2 separate regions of the Mus musculus genome follow, and region 1 is linked to region 2. Evidence: chromatin contacts called from public Hi-C data. All regions are on one chromosome and are shown on one strand. The core of a region is the stretch at or near the end of the contact, and the rest is flanking DNA. Distances in the headings are between cores, read along the strand shown.

Region 1 (7,376 bases), core at 4,106-6,605, 240 kb before region 2:
CCAAGACACGCAGCCAGTCGGGGTGCCCATGGCCCAGTGAAGGGAATGTAGTGCATGCATACAGTGGCCTACTCTCCAGCCCACAGCAGAGAATAAGATCCTGCCACTTGTGTAACATGGACAGAACTGGAAGTCCTTATGATAAATGAAATCAGCCAGACACAGAGACGCAAATACCATATGGGCTCACTCCGATGAAGAACATTAAAAAGGCAATCTCAAAGAAACAGATTGTGGAAAGGTGGTTATCAGAAGCTGGGGAGGGAGGGTAAGTAACAAAATGGTGTTAGATAAGAGAAATAAGTTCTGGCGTCCTGGTGGCACAGAAGGTGACCAGTAACATTGTCAACCTGATGTAATCTAAAGTCATCTAGTGGATAGGCATGCCTGCGAGGGGTTACCTTGATAGCATCGACTTGAGATGGACTCACTCTGGATAGCACCATTCCCTAGTGGGATCCTGAACTGATAATTGGAGAAAGGGGTGCATACATTCACCTCTCTCTGTTCTTAGTTGTGGCTATGATATGACCAGCTGCTTCAAGTTCCTGCCTTTCACTATCATCAAAGGCTGTACCTGTTATGGTTTGTATATGCTAGGCCCAGGGAGTAGCACTATTAGAAGGTGAGGCCCTGTTGGAGTAAGTATGTCACTGTGGGTGTGGGCTTAAGACCCTCATCCTAGCTGCCTGGAAGTCAGTCTTACACTAGCAGCCTTCAGATGAAGCTGCAGAACTCTCAGCTCTGCCTGCAGAGTATTCTATCACTGGCAATGAGGAGAAAAAAACTAAGACGGATGCTCCTGTTTACAACAATGTATTCTATATTTCTTGAGTCTGTTGACCGGAGGCTGTGGTAGAGGCTGGAGCAAAGGACGCATTCTTCCAGGCCTTTCCCCTCTACAGGAATAAGGGAAGAAGCAAAGCCAGAGGCCCAAAGTTTCACATTTCAAAGAGAAGCTTCTAAGTTGGTGTGGAAATGTAGGAGCTGGTGAGAGCTGCACACCCTTAACTAACAAACTGTAAATTTGGATATCAGCTGTTTCACAAGGGGTAACTCAGGTCCTACCTGTCTCGAACCAGGTTTTGACTGAACTACACAGTAAACTGCAGCAATGTTGAGCTTCCTCTGGTAAATTCTTACAGTCTGTGTTATCCTAGTAATGTGGCCTTGAACTGTTAATAGTTATACTGATCTTTCTTTACTTTTTTTTTTTTTTCTGAGATGAGTTCTCTGTATAGTTCTGCCTGTCCTGGAACTGGCTTTGTAGATGAGGCTGGCCTCAAGCTCAGAGAGATACATCTGCCTCTATCTCTGCCTCTTGAGTGCTGACATCAAAGGCATGTCCCACCACACCCAGCTTTTTTTGTGTTCAAACATGGGAAAGTTAAGAAGCAGATAAATTCTTTTTTACTAAAAGTCTAAGAGTTTTTTATAAGCCAAGGCTGAGGCCTTGTTGAGGGAAGGGCTGAAAGAATCCCAAATGGTTTGGTAAGGAGTCCCTGTTACTCCTGTTGCTATTATAACCCAGAGGCTCTGGGCTCCCAAGGATGCTGCCTGGTTACTAGTCATCCTTTGGCCACCACTGTCCCCATGTGGTACAAATGCACAGGAGCCCATGGTGCTCAGAGGAGAGCAAAGGACATTACCCAGTCACAAGTCACATGTATCAGACACGTGCCCAACCACTGAAGCCCGAATCCTGACAGTAGGTCACAAGTCGAGAAAATATCACATTTACCCTTTATAACCATGCCCACTTTCTTGGCTCCCTAGGCTCATAGACCATGCCCAGGCTGTCCTGAGGCTGCCATACAGTAAGAAAGACCTTGATGGCCACATGAAAGGACAATAAGGAGGACTACACATGCACCAGGCAGGCAAAGGTATGCTTCCTAGACCTTCTAACCCAATCCAACTGCCAAACACAGAATAATAATTGTCATGTCCGCCAACACTTGTGATATGTGGCCTGTAGGATCTCATAACATAATAGGCTGCACAGCAACATGTGTGTCAAGTATGTAAGTTCTGTCCTCTAAGCCCCAGGGAATATGGGGAAGATGGCCTATCATCTTCTTAAAAAGACTGTCATTGATAAGATACCATTAGGCTATGCTGTGGCTTTGGTGCTTGGAGGTTATCATCAAAAACAAGCTGTTAAAAAGAAGGGTGAGGGCTGGAGAGATGGCTCAGCAGTTAAGAGCACTGGTTGCTCTTCCGAAGGTCCTGAGTTCAAATTCCAGCAACCACATAGTGGCTCACAACCATCTGTAATGAGATCTGACGCCCTCTTCTGGTGTGTCTGAAGACAGGTAAAGTGTACTTACATAAAATAATAAATAATTCTTTGGGCCAGAGCAAGCAGAGGTCCTGAGTTCAATTCCCAGCAACCACATGATGACTCACAACCATCTGTAATGCTACAGTGTATTCATATACATAATAAAAATAAATAAATCTTTTTTTAAAGAAGGAAGGCTGAGCTGGGAAAGGAGAGTGAAATGTAAATGTGATTGTTGTCAGTTTGACTGGATATGGGAACAACTAAGAGACACACCTCTGGGTAGGTCTTCAAGGGTATATCCTGGGCCCATTGGCTAAGACAGAAAAGCCCTTTCCTCGGAGTAGTAGAACCCACCATCTGCTGCCCAGACATAGAGAGGTGAGAAATACGTCTCATGTGCCTGCCTTGCACCTTGCTGGCAAGTGCAGCCTTTGGTTGCTGCCTCTGCTGCTGCCATCCTTAGCTGTTGCTTAACCCAGCTTCTTTGACCTTCCACCATGAACTAAAGATCAGATCTCCAGGAATCCTCCATAACTCAGTGCCAGCTTGGGATCATTGAGGTTTCTGGCCTTGGGGACTGAGCAGGTCGCAGTTCTCAGTCTGGCCAGGGTGCAGACTTTCATTGCTAGACTACCCAGCACATATCCTATAAGACAATCTAATACATTTCCTTTGTTTTATATGCTCACTCAGTTCTGTTCCCCTACATAACCCTGACTGTCACAGAATTCATGGGATAAGAAGGGGATTCCCACGAACCTAGGGGACAGAATCCAAGCATCCGTAGTCGGTCAACATTCAGAAGTACAGCTAGCCGGGTTGAGAACTCCAGTTGAGAGGGGGATTAGCTCAAATGGTAGAGCGCTCGCTTAGCATGTGAGAGGTAGCAGGATTGATGCCCGCATCCTCCAGTTCCCTTTCCCAGCACTCGGGAGGCAGAGGCAGGCAGATTTCTGATTTCGAGGCCAGCCTGGTCTACAAAGTGAGTTCCAGGACAGCCAGGGCTATACAGAGAAACCCTGTCTCAAAAAAACAAAAACAAACAAACAAACAAACAAACAAAAGAAACTCCAGTTGTTTTCTTGGGTTTTTCTGTTGTTGCTGTTTTTGTTGTTGTTGTCGGTGGTGGTGGTGTTTTTTTTTTTTAATTTACTTATTTTTAGTATGTGTATATGTATGGGTATGTACACATAGGTACACATATGGAGAGCAGAAGAGGGAGTTGGATTCCCTGGAGCTGGAATCACACGTGTCTGTAAGTCATCCTACATAGGTGCTGGGCCATGAACTCAGGTCCTCTGGGAGAGCAGTACACAAAGTACATCTTAACTGCAAAGAGGTGGATCTCTCCAGCCTGCAAAGTCCTGTTCTTAATTCTTGGTTATTCTATGGCTTGAGCGTGACCTCTAAATAATCAGGCGTAGGAACGTTAGTTCCTCTGTGCTGTGGGGCGGGGAATGGATCACCAAGGCAGATGTCTCAGAAGAATGTATTAGCTATAGTGGAGGCTAGACCTCTCTGTCTTGTGCACGCATACTTTCTCTATCTTTCAGCTTCTACCTGCCTAGGAAGCGGCAGGTAGCCATCTCCAGCTGTGGCCATATGACCTTGAACTTTCCAGCCTTGGAGACTGTGAACCTAAAATAATCAGTCTTCTTTCTTTACTTTGTCTCGTGTATCAGACAGTCCTTAGAAAATGGACTCATGGCTTGGCCAAGGTTGAGAGCCACACTGACAATTTGTTGCAGAGGCTGAAGATGAAAATCAGACAGTGGACCGCTGACTAAGGTGGACCATGAGCCAAGCCAGTATTTAACTCCAGCCACAAGGCTATGGGACAAAAGTAAACAAGAAGGTTCTAGAAGAAGGGCTAGAGCCACAGGATTGGACATGCACCTCCTACCCTGCCTGTGAGGAACTATTCCTTCTATCTAGATTTGGCATTTGCAGTGGTCAAGAGATAAAAGACAAACTACACTAAACTATGGGGAAAATCTCTAGACACCCTGACCAACCTCCTCCTGGCTCTCTTCATCTTTGCCAGCTGTGAGAAGTAGAGACCTATAGTCCACATCTCTGATTCCCCAGGCTAGTGTCTGGCACGGATCTACAAATACCAGCACGTTGACCTCCTGGGTTGCAAAGCTTGATTAGGAGGCCCAAATGTAATCCAGGTTGGCTGGGAACAAAGGAACATGGGGCACTCCCTGGGTGGCCTGGCCTTCCAGGGAGGCTCTAGGTGGCCCAAGTTTTCAATCCCAGCTCCAGCCTTCTTGGCTTTGGTTTCAAAGACCACCAGTGCAAAGTGAAATGGATACTATCACCGTGTATGGCCACGGTCTGAAACGTGAAATGGCATATGGTCCTGGCGGGGATCAGGGAGTGGTAGGCATAGCCTCAAAGCCTGCGTCAGCGACGCCTTTCCCGAACCCAGTGGGTGTGTGTTGCAGGAACAGTGGGCTTTCCAATGCAGGAAGCAGCAGGGCAGTGGGTTTTCTCCACTCTGTGGCAGGTTGATCCATTTGGCAGAGGCCTGGCAGGCCCAGATGGTAAGAGGCCTGGAAGTCAGGGCTAAATTTGGACTTGGACAGAAAGGTAAATTTTCAGGAGGCCTCTGAAGAAGGCTGCTATTGGTGATTTAAAAAAAATAAATAAATAGCGCGCGCGCGCACACACACACACACACACACACACACACACGCACGCATGCGCGGGTGGGATTGCGGGGGGGGGGGGGGGGGGCAGATAGAGAATGAATTAGGGAAAGGGTAGCCTTGGCTCCAGAGCTGCCCTGGGAGGCAGGTGGATGTCACTGGGCTCCAGGCTTGGGCAGGCTAATCCCTTACATCATGTTCTCCAAGGCTCCTCCCTTCTTGGCCCTGACTGCCAACTCACAAGGGTGGTTTCCACAGAAGCCCCCCCACCCCACCCCTGAGCATCCAATATGGCCTGCCCCTGCAGGTACAGGAGCCTGGTGCCACCCGCACATGGGCCAGGTGGAGCTGCACCTTGGCCAGGAACCTGCGCAGGAGGAGCAGCTGGCCACCCTGCTCGGGGTGAGGAGAGGAAGCTATTTTGGGTTGAAACCCAGGCTGTGTGAATGCTGTCTACAAAGGAGCTTCTACCCACAGCCTGGGGAACACCATCTGCCCTGAAGAGCGGGCTGCACATGCCAACACGCGGACTTCAAACTCAAGCCCCTTGCAGCTCCATGGAGCCCTGTCTGGGCCCAACCACTCCAGCTTTTTCCTCAAGCCTGGCCTGGCCCTTGCTGTCATGAGGCCTGAGCAGCTGTAAAAGAGACACAGCCATTCCCTTTGTAGTCGGCTTCACCTCCCAAAACTGAAAGGGAGGGTGGGCAGTTTAATCTTATCTTGCCTTACAGAAATGGTAAGTGGGGTACTCAAGAGCAGCTGCTATGGGGTACAGGAGATAGACTACTCCCAGGACTGCCTCATGTAGCAGGGATACCAGGCCTGGTTCCCCATGGTCTTCTCTAATAGACACAATGGAGACCCTGCCATCTCTACACCGAGTCAGTTCAGACTGGCCCAGTCCTGAAGGCTTCTCGATGCTCCCCATGGCCCTGTGCTTGGATAACCAACGAAATGGGAATGATTAGGGTCCCTTGTTGGAAGCCTAGGCTCATCACTCACACACTCACCTTGGTGGTACATCTGCCCTAAATGCGCCTCTCCTTCAACCTGGATCCTCTGCCTGAGAACCGGCATGGGATGAGAGGGTTTGGGAAAAGGGTGCTTCTAGTCTCTTTGATGTCCATCCAGGGTATTAATTTTTGGAACTGGGTAGTACCCTAGCTGACTTCCCACGAGCCCACCTCTTTGGATGGTGGCCCCAGCTGTTATCCAGCTGGCCACTCACTGAGATAATTGTAGCCACCTTGCTTCTGACAATAAAGTGGCACCACCTGTCAACTACTCTATGGCCACCCTGTCACCCACAGCAGCTTTACTGTCATCCCTGGCCCTCAAAAGGCAGTCACACTGAGTTTCTCAACAATGCTTCCTCTTTGACACATTAGTAAATGCAGCAACCTGGGTTTGGACCTCACCTCTCCTCGCTTTTCTCCTCATGGTCCTGGCATTCCTCAGCGTGTAGTTTGGGCTGTCCCTTCCCAGCTACTCCAAGAGTCATCCTATAACACGGGAGCAATGTTGCCCCAGGTCCCTGCCTGAATAGGAAGTTCTGCCTCAGGGAAGGGCTGCCTATGGGGATGGTTCTAACCCATCCGCACTTCCATTCTTCCTGGGTCTGGGCACAGGCTATTGTTCTAGGTGGTGCCTGGACCTGTGAAATCTGCAGCCCGAAACTCCTCCCTCCCCTGTGACACCTGCTGCAAACCATGGAGGAAGCTGCGGATGGTAGGCACACAAAGTGAAGTCGGCCAGTTACAGAGGACATACCCAGATAGCTCTCTCTGCTCATCCAAAGTGTCCAGAGCCCTCAGTTTCATGGAGAGGTGGGGAAGATGGTTGTCTGGAGCTGGGAGGGAAGTTGGGAAGTTTGTTGCTTAACCAGGCAGAGTTTCCGTTTTGCAAGAGAAAAAGACTTCTGTGGTTTGGATGCTATGCTAGCTAGTTTTAGGTCACCTTGACACAGCTGATAGTCATCTGAGAGGAGGGAATCTCAAAGGAAGAAAATGCCCCCATAAGATCTGGCTTTAGGCAAGCCCATAGGACATTTTCTTAACTAGTGATCATTGGGTAAGGCCCAGCCTATTGTAAATGGGCTATTGGCTCTGGGTTCTATACAAAAGCAGGATGAGCAAGCCCTGAGGAACTAGCCAGTAAGCAGCATAGCTATATGGTCACTGTGTCAGCTCCAGATTCCAGGTTCCTGTCCTGTTGGACTTCCTGTCCTGACTTCCTCTGGTGATAAACAGTAATGTGAAAGTGTTGGTCATGGTGTTTCATCAGAGCACTAGTAACTGTAACCAGGACAGATGTGATGGTCACACAGCACTATAAGTCTGCTGACCACCTCTGGCCTATGCACTTAAAAGTGATTTATTTGTTTTACATTGTCTGTTTATTTTTAATTTCTCAAGACAGGGTTTCTCTGCATAACC
Region 2 (7,255 bases), core at 3,265-5,764:
GGCCGCTCCTTGAGCTTGAGCACCAGCTGCGTGGGCTGCGCGGCTGTCGGGCCCGGCGAGGCGCGCTCCGGGCCCGGCGCACCTTCGGCCTCTGGCCTGCGCGCTGGCCGCTTGACCGTGGCGGTGGCCGTGGCTGCTGCGGCAGCCGCCGCGGCGTCCCGCCGCCGCTGTTCTTGCTCCGCGCTAAAGCGCTCCTGCGCGCTGGTCAGGTAGTAGCCGATCATCTCCTCGTGAAACTGGTGCCGGTGGCTGGTGAGCAGCAGGCCGGCGAAGATGAATTTGCGCTCGCCTTGCATGGCGGCGCGCAGGATGTTGAGGCTCAGCTTTACGTCCGTGCTGTACTTCCAGGCATCGCCTCTTGACCCGCTCCCCTTGTCGGCCGGCGACGCTCCCGACGCTTTGTCCGTGGGCGACGGCGTGGTCTTCTCCGACGGCGAGGTGCTCGCTGACGCTCCCGATTCCTCCTTGCTGCCCTTGCGCGACTTGGACTTTTTCTCCTTGTTGCGCTCAGCGCTGTCGCCGTTTTTGCCGTTGGCAGAGTTGGCACGACCCATCTTACCGTGCACCAGGCCGCCTAGCCCGCCCATGTTTTTCTTTAGCTTGATGCCCAGCGTCTTGCTGAAGCTGCCCAGCTTGTTGGCCACGGAGTCCGCGCGCGTCTTGTCCTTGTCCTTGCGCTGTTTCTCCTTCTCTTTGTCCTTACCATTCTTGCCATTATTGCTGTTGGAATTGCTGCACACAGAATCGCGGTCCGAGTCCAGCGATTCCGCCAGGGACTGTACATCCTCCCCTGCTGAGGCCGTTGGAGACTCTGGCTGTGCAAGGGGAGCCTGTGGGGAGGGAAGGCAAGAAAGGAAGGTTACATACAGAAAAGCTGTCCTCGTGTAGGCCCCAAGAACACAGGTGGAGCTGAGACTGGGATATAGGAGTTTCTTTGTGGGGACTCTGCTGCTGTAGGTGTTGGGGGTGGGGGCTGTCTACCAGAGAGGGATGGAGGTGTTTATGGAATAGGAGCCCACAGAGCACTTAACTGTTGTAAGGTTGGACACAGGCTTATAGATGTTGACAGAATGCTATGTAGGGACCTCAAACCTCAGTGCCCATCCTTTGAGGGAGGATACATGAACTTTCTCTTAGAATTCACAGATACCAGAAAGTCTAGAATTCTGAGTGGATGAATAGGGCCAGAATGCCCATGACCTAGCTGGTGTCCTCAGTGTATTTTATAAAGAAACACTAGGTCCACACTCTGGCCTTCCTCCATGGTCAGACTACTGGCACCATTAGAAACATGTCCCAGATCTCCGTGTAAAGGCAGAGGGCAGCAAGGAAGACAGCATCTCTCCCACACAGATGGATCACCTACTTATTCCAAGCAGGGGCTATGCACCTTGCCCTAAACCCCGTTCTTCATCTTGGACCACCACTCCCTTTATCCAGCTATGACATGCTACTTCAGGAGTTCCCTTCTCTAACTACAAATGGAATGCTAAGCTGAAAAGGATGCTGGAAATGGCTTCCAGTGAGGATGTGGGGTCTTGTGGGATGGCACTAGTGAAGGAATGCCATGGACAATAACCTGGACGACACTACCTGGGGGCAGCCAGTGAGGGCGAGACCATGCAGAGCATGGCTAGGCCAATCTCTGGGATAGGTGGCAAGCCTGAGAAGGCTATGAGAGGAGGTCATGCTGGGTAGGCAGCTGCCATAAGTTCTCCAAAGAGGGACCTTCCTGTGAGGAGAGTCATTGGAAAGACAGCATCTCTCCAGCCTGCATCTGGGTGTGTCAGGAACTAGTACATGCCTGGGCAGGCCTTTTCTGGTCTTTAGAAGAGAAGGGAGAAGCCATTGCTCCTCACTTTATTCTTTTCCTCTGCTCAAGCAGGTTCCAGAAGGATGAGCTGCTGTGGCTAGGTCAGTAGAAGCAAGGCTGGCAGACCTGTGCTGACCACCACCCAGGCAGAAATCCCTCCTTTCACTTGAGTTTGGAGAGAGTTGAGTTTTAGGTTGGCTTGCCGGGGATGGTAAAGAGTGTCAGCTTCAAGGTTGAAACAGGGAAAGGGGCCCCAGTAAGAGAGGGGCCTTGGCTGTGTGCCCTTTAGCAGTGGGGTTGTCTGCTGAGCTTTGTACTTGATATGGAGGTCACCAAGGTCTGGCCATGCATCCTGCTCTTTGTAGGGAAAAGATGTGCTCAGCTGGAAGGTACTGATTATGGATCTAGGGCTGCTGCCATTGCATACCACGTAGGTGCTACAGAGCATCATCCTGGGGCACAGTGGCACCTTCCAGCATGAGAGAGGCAAGATTCTGTCACTGACTGGCTGTCTCTTGTGCCCCAAGAACATGGCGAATCAGAGCCACGTGGGGGCGCCCTACTTGGATGATGTCCAGGCGAAGCGGAAGTGAGCAATCAGAACAGTGGGGCAGGAGCCATTCAGCGGGATGTCTCCTTTCAGTACTTTGAATCCGCTGGATACATAAGTAAACGGATGTCAGGGAGGACCAATTATTTGCAAGCAATTTTCACAAATCCCTTCCCTTGGGAGTTCCCTCCCAAGATTATGAAAACATCAGTCACAAACTTAAAAAGAATCTCTCAGCATCTGCAAGCAGGGGCAACCCCCATCCCACCCCCGGGATGGGTCCGCGTCTCTCCGCCTTCTGCTAGCTCCACCGGAGGCCACCTCCGCCTCAGGGAGGGGAAGGGCGCGCGCTGAGGACTAGCGCTGTTGGTTCCCTAGATTTTCTAAGGATCCACACACAGTTATAATTAATTCCGCTCTGCCGCGGCACATTTTGTTCCGATCTCTGCAGAGATAGTTTTGTGTTTTGACTTGCCTACGGTTTGCTTTGTGAGTGGGTGTGTTTATTCTTCTCCTGCTGTGTAAAATAAGAGGTGGAGGGGGGTGGGGGAGAGGGAGGGCCCCTAATACGCGCCCGCCTCCCACCGGGAGGAAGTGTTTGGACTAGGAATCAGTAGCTGGGTCCGGTTCTGGGGCATGAAGGTGTGGGACCTCCCCAAGGCGTGGAGCCGAGCGCTGCGCTGCGTGGAGACTTTGGGGAGGCACAGCATTGCCCGCACCGCACAGAGCGGCTGCTGCCCGGTCACTGGGTGGGGCTTCGTGCACTCGAGGCTCACCCGGGTCTCGGAGGGGATGCGGATCCACGTCACATTCATGTAGCTGTGTAGAAGGTTCAGCTTGGCTTCTAGGGACAGGATGAGGCTGACAAAAGAACACCCAGTGAGAAGCTCCGGAGGTGGCAGGAGCTCACTCGCCTGCGCGTGCAATCCTCTCCCTGCCCTTTAGTCCCCCAAATCCCAACAGGAGTCCTGTCACCACCACTCTCCCGCAGGGTGTTGGGGTCCGGACTGGACTGCGGGGCAGGTCTTACTTGGCTAACCGGGCATTGTCGTTGTCATCTTTCCCCCATTCCCAGTCCTTTCCCGGGTCCACAGCAAAGTGCAAGGGCAGCAGCTTGTGTTCCGAATCCGTCAGAGGGATCACAGCTGAAACAGAAGAGAGAGGCATGGTGACAGGCACCTCATCTGCCTGCCAGGAGGCTGGAGGCACCAGCAGAGTTCAGAGCTCAGAAATTCAAAAATAGCTGTCCCAGGGCAGGTAACCTAATGGAGACAGAAGGTAGACTCAGAACTTGCATACCACGAATGTTAAGACTATAGGTTTCAAACTTGTTTCTATTATGTAGGCGAAGAGCAAGCAGGTGGAGGCATCACCTGGACTGACAGGGTCTCTTTCTGTTAGAGGGCAGGCATCTCTCTGCTGTCAGGATGAGAAAAAGCTATGGGTGCTTTTGCTATTTCCGAAGAAAAACCCAGATGGGTGTGGTGAACCACGGAAGGCCACTTTTGGATGACCTGCTCCTTGCCTCCATTTCATCTCAGAGAAGGGCAGAATTTGCAAGTTGGGAGAGGTGTGAGCTGAGCTCTGCTGAGGCAAGACTGGAGGTGGGGGCTGCACCCCCCGCCCCCACCAGGGAGCTCATCTGCATAGGACCAGGCAGCAGGCTCCTACAGAAAGCATCTAGTGACAAGTCCAGGAGAGGCAGTGTTGGCCTACAGCCCCTTTAAAAGGGGAGCAGAGAGGGAGCCTTCTGTGGCGGTGGTGATTAGGTGGGGGAGTCTGGCCTGTTACTTCTCAGAGGAGCTGGTTCACCACAAAGCATCTGGACAGAGGCACACCAGCCACCGAGACCAGTATGGGTGGGGTCAGTATCTACCTACAGGTGTACTGAGATCTGATGAGTTCCCGAGGGATCCCTGCTCCTAGCAAATGGAATCCTTAATGTCACATCTGCTTTCTCCTCAGGGTGTTGTCAGGGGTAGTGAACAGGAAGAAGTGTGGAGATGGTTTCCAAATTCCACCTTCCTAATGAGTACCAGTCTCCTTTCTGTCACTTCGCTCAGGATGCCCCACCCCTCTGGAGTCTCACCACCGCAGAGAAGCCCAGCTCAGGGCCCCTGGCAGCTGCTTTGTTCCTTTGCTTGCCCGTAGCCTATGATTCATACTAGCAGTGCCATGGCAAGAACAAAAAGGCAAACAAAACACAGAAAATCCAGGAGCCAATACTGCAAAGTTGAGAAATTAGATGCGACTCAATGCTGCCCTCTAGTGTTTCTAAAGAGACTGTGAGTGCAAACTGCTTCTCCCCCCCCACCCCACCCCCTTTCTTCCCACCTAAACAGATGAAAGGCAGTTTTGTGGATCACCAGCCAGTTTAGGGGTTTTCCTTGTGTGTGGCCAGCCATGGAGCAGTGTAGGTAAGGTCTGACGGGGGAGGGGACTGGGACATCTCATTCTGCTTTGATGTGGCTTTCGTTTCCAGGGCTGAGCTCAGCCTGTCTTGTAGGTCAGCAAACACACATTGAGGCTTTGGTGTGGCTTCCTACCGGTGGCTGGGGGACAGCAGAGGTGATCCTTAGGGACACTGCATCCCAGACTCACTAGAATTGTGTCCCCTAGGGATCTGTACTTCATACAGAGGGCCAACGCAAGGGTCCTGAATCAGGATGGAGGGCTACGTTGTAAATAAGCTTCCCTGTGGATCTTCAAATCAAGGTGTTTTGGAAAAGATTGTTATAGAGGATAATAACTTGTCAGAAATAATTCCTGTGGGTATAATTTGGGTGTTCTGGGTCAGGCTGTCTACCCCTTCATGGGCCAGCTGTGACTATACTTTCCATCCTCTTAGCAAGGGGGTGTGGTGGGGAGTGGTTTGCTTAGCTGAATGCACAGGCTGTGAGCAAAGTAATATGGTCAGTTCTGGGCAATATGGCCAGGCTTAGGGGACGTTTCCCTCTCTGCCCATGTCTCCTACACAGACAATGCAAGTATATGACGTCAGGAGCAGGCTCTTGAACCTCATTGGGAGAAGAACTGTCTGCTAACCAGAACTCCAGCATAGGCTTTGTTGACTTGGGAGCCCAACCTGAGCCACTATGATTTTGTCTGGTTTCTGATAAATTACCTAAACCAGGACGTCCCAGCTTTCTTACCTTACGGCTACAGCGTGCCTGGGGATTCTTACCCTCAGCAGATAGCCTGGACTGGGTTCCTGGTCTGTCTACTCTGAGAAGACAACTGAAATACATCTGAAGATTCTAGTGCTGGCTACCTAGAAAGAGTCTGACAGTCTGTCAACTCTCCTGTCCTGGGGTGAAGACTACGTCCTAAGTGAGGGGCTGGAGACATACAGCTCACACCTGATCTTTCGAGTATGAGCTGCTGCCTGTTTGAAGGCTGAGGGGAGGTGCAGCCAAGGGCATCTCAAAAACAGGCTGTCCTCATGAGCATCAATTGCACTTCATGTTTGTCCCATTGTACATGGAAAAACATCTGCTTTACCCAGGCAAACAAATGGCGGCATCATAGAGCACCCCCTGGTGGCAAATGTCAATAACAGCAACAGCTTTCAAAATGGGCCTTAGAGGATTTACTCTTCGGTTTGCTTTGGAAAGAACTCTCTCTTACATTTAGCCTGTAAGCCTACTACAGCATCTCTAACTGGCCCATGAAGATTTGGAGTTTTCATTCTATGAAACACAATGGATATTTCTGCTTGAGGTTACCATTACAATGAGAAAGCTACAGATTCTCAGCGTGTCTTTAGCCTACCCCTGAGTGGATGGCTCAGCCAGTCTAAGTGACTCAAATTTGAAGGAAAGAAAAATGCCTCTGAGGGAAGGTGGAGACAACCTGGAGGGGTTGACTTGACCCCAGTACGAAGAACTCAGCTAGATGTGTTATATGCATGAAAGAAGAATGCAAGCCAGTGAAGTTATGCAGGCTCTTCCTCTAGAAAAGAGAAATAAGAAACCAGTTGGCTCTTACAGGCTCCCATCTATAGGACTGAGCATGGTGTTCACAAAAAGGATGGGTGAGGGGCTAGAGGAATGTCTCAGTTGGTAAACTCTCCTCCTTGAAAACATGAGTTTCAAAACCCAGCACCTATTAAAGGCTAGGTGCAAAAATTCATACTTGTAATCTCAGGGCTGGGGAGCTTGAGATAGGAGGAGCTGGGGCTCGCTGGACAGCCAGTTGAGCTACATCAGCAATAGACCATGTCTCAAAATAAAAGGCACAAAGGGACTGAGGAAGACACAATATTGACCTTTGGCTCCCATAAGCATGAGAACATGGGTGCACCCTCCACCTCCCCCAGCCCCACAGAAGATGGGCAAACATCCCAAGGTGTGTTCTCTGCAGAGCTTGCGCTCTCCTCTCCACCAAGGAGCAGGAGCACAAGTTGCAGAGCTCAGGTCCACAAACTCGGGGTACAGTTAGGACAGTGTTCTGTGCTACCAGGAGGGGGTGACCTGCCTTGTGTGTCCTGACAGCTTTCAACATGCACACTAAAGAAAAAAAAAGTGTGCCTGTTTCCAGGAACGAAGTGATTTCCCCAGTCTTCTCTGCTTAGAAAAATGACTGACTTTCAGCAAAACAAAACAAAACAAAACAACCTTTGAGGAAGGAGGAAAGAAACCCACATTCTAATGTGTTGAGAAGACTCTAACACTGGTGTGCAGGCGTGAAGTTGTTCTCTTTTGTTTGAGAAAGCATGACTCCTGCATGCCATGGAGCTATTTAATAGATAATTTGAGAATAGAAGTTTTTCTTTCGTCTTTAAAGACACCACTTCATTATCTTTCACCTTACCTGGTTTATGAAAATCATTATGGTACCAGAGACAATGCTAAAGGGCCCAATTCTCTAAAAAGACACAACACTATGGTATG

What was found. A called contact is a pair of places that touch in the nucleus more often than the background predicts.
Region 1: a contact with region 2 is called in a Hi-C map of cerebellum, with 5 times the contacts expected there. The contact joins two enhancer-like sites. A contact is called at or near these places in 1 of 39 promoter capture datasets (the C10 cell line), 2 of 15 datasets of contacts at CTCF or cohesin (embryonic stem cells and thymocytes), 10 of 484 Hi-C or Micro-C datasets (cerebellar granule neurons, cerebellum, cumulus cells and 3 more), 9 of 115 datasets of contacts at active chromatin or transcription factors (Th17 cells, astrocytes, double positive thymocytes and 5 more) and 4 of 9 other capture datasets (adipose tissue, embryonic stem cells, liver and 1 more).

Annotation. Positions count from the first base shown.
Region 1 is chr7:63,989,735-63,997,110 of GRCm38.p6, reverse strand. All of the region lies in intron 1 of Gm32633 (predicted gene, 32633), which reads right to left. Among named protein-coding and RNA genes, the nearest start is that of Gm32633, 6.6 kb to the right of the region's middle. Within about 2 kb of position 5,355, at least 62 of the 459 cell types and tissues checked have an H3K27ac peak or open chromatin away from gene starts, as enhancers often do. A contact at or near this core is called in cerebellum, where this site is marked.
Region 2 is chr7:63,750,885-63,758,139 of GRCm38.p6, reverse strand. Otud7a (OTU domain containing 7A) reads right to left here. Exons shown (of 14, transcript NM_130880.1): 12 at 3,394-3,508; 13 at 3,140-3,224; 14 at 1-830. Among named protein-coding and RNA genes, the nearest start is that of Gm39023, 98 kb to the left of the region's middle. Within about 2 kb of position 4,514, at least 103 of the 459 cell types and tissues checked have an H3K27ac peak or open chromatin away from gene starts, as enhancers often do. A contact at or near this core is called in cerebellum, where this site is marked.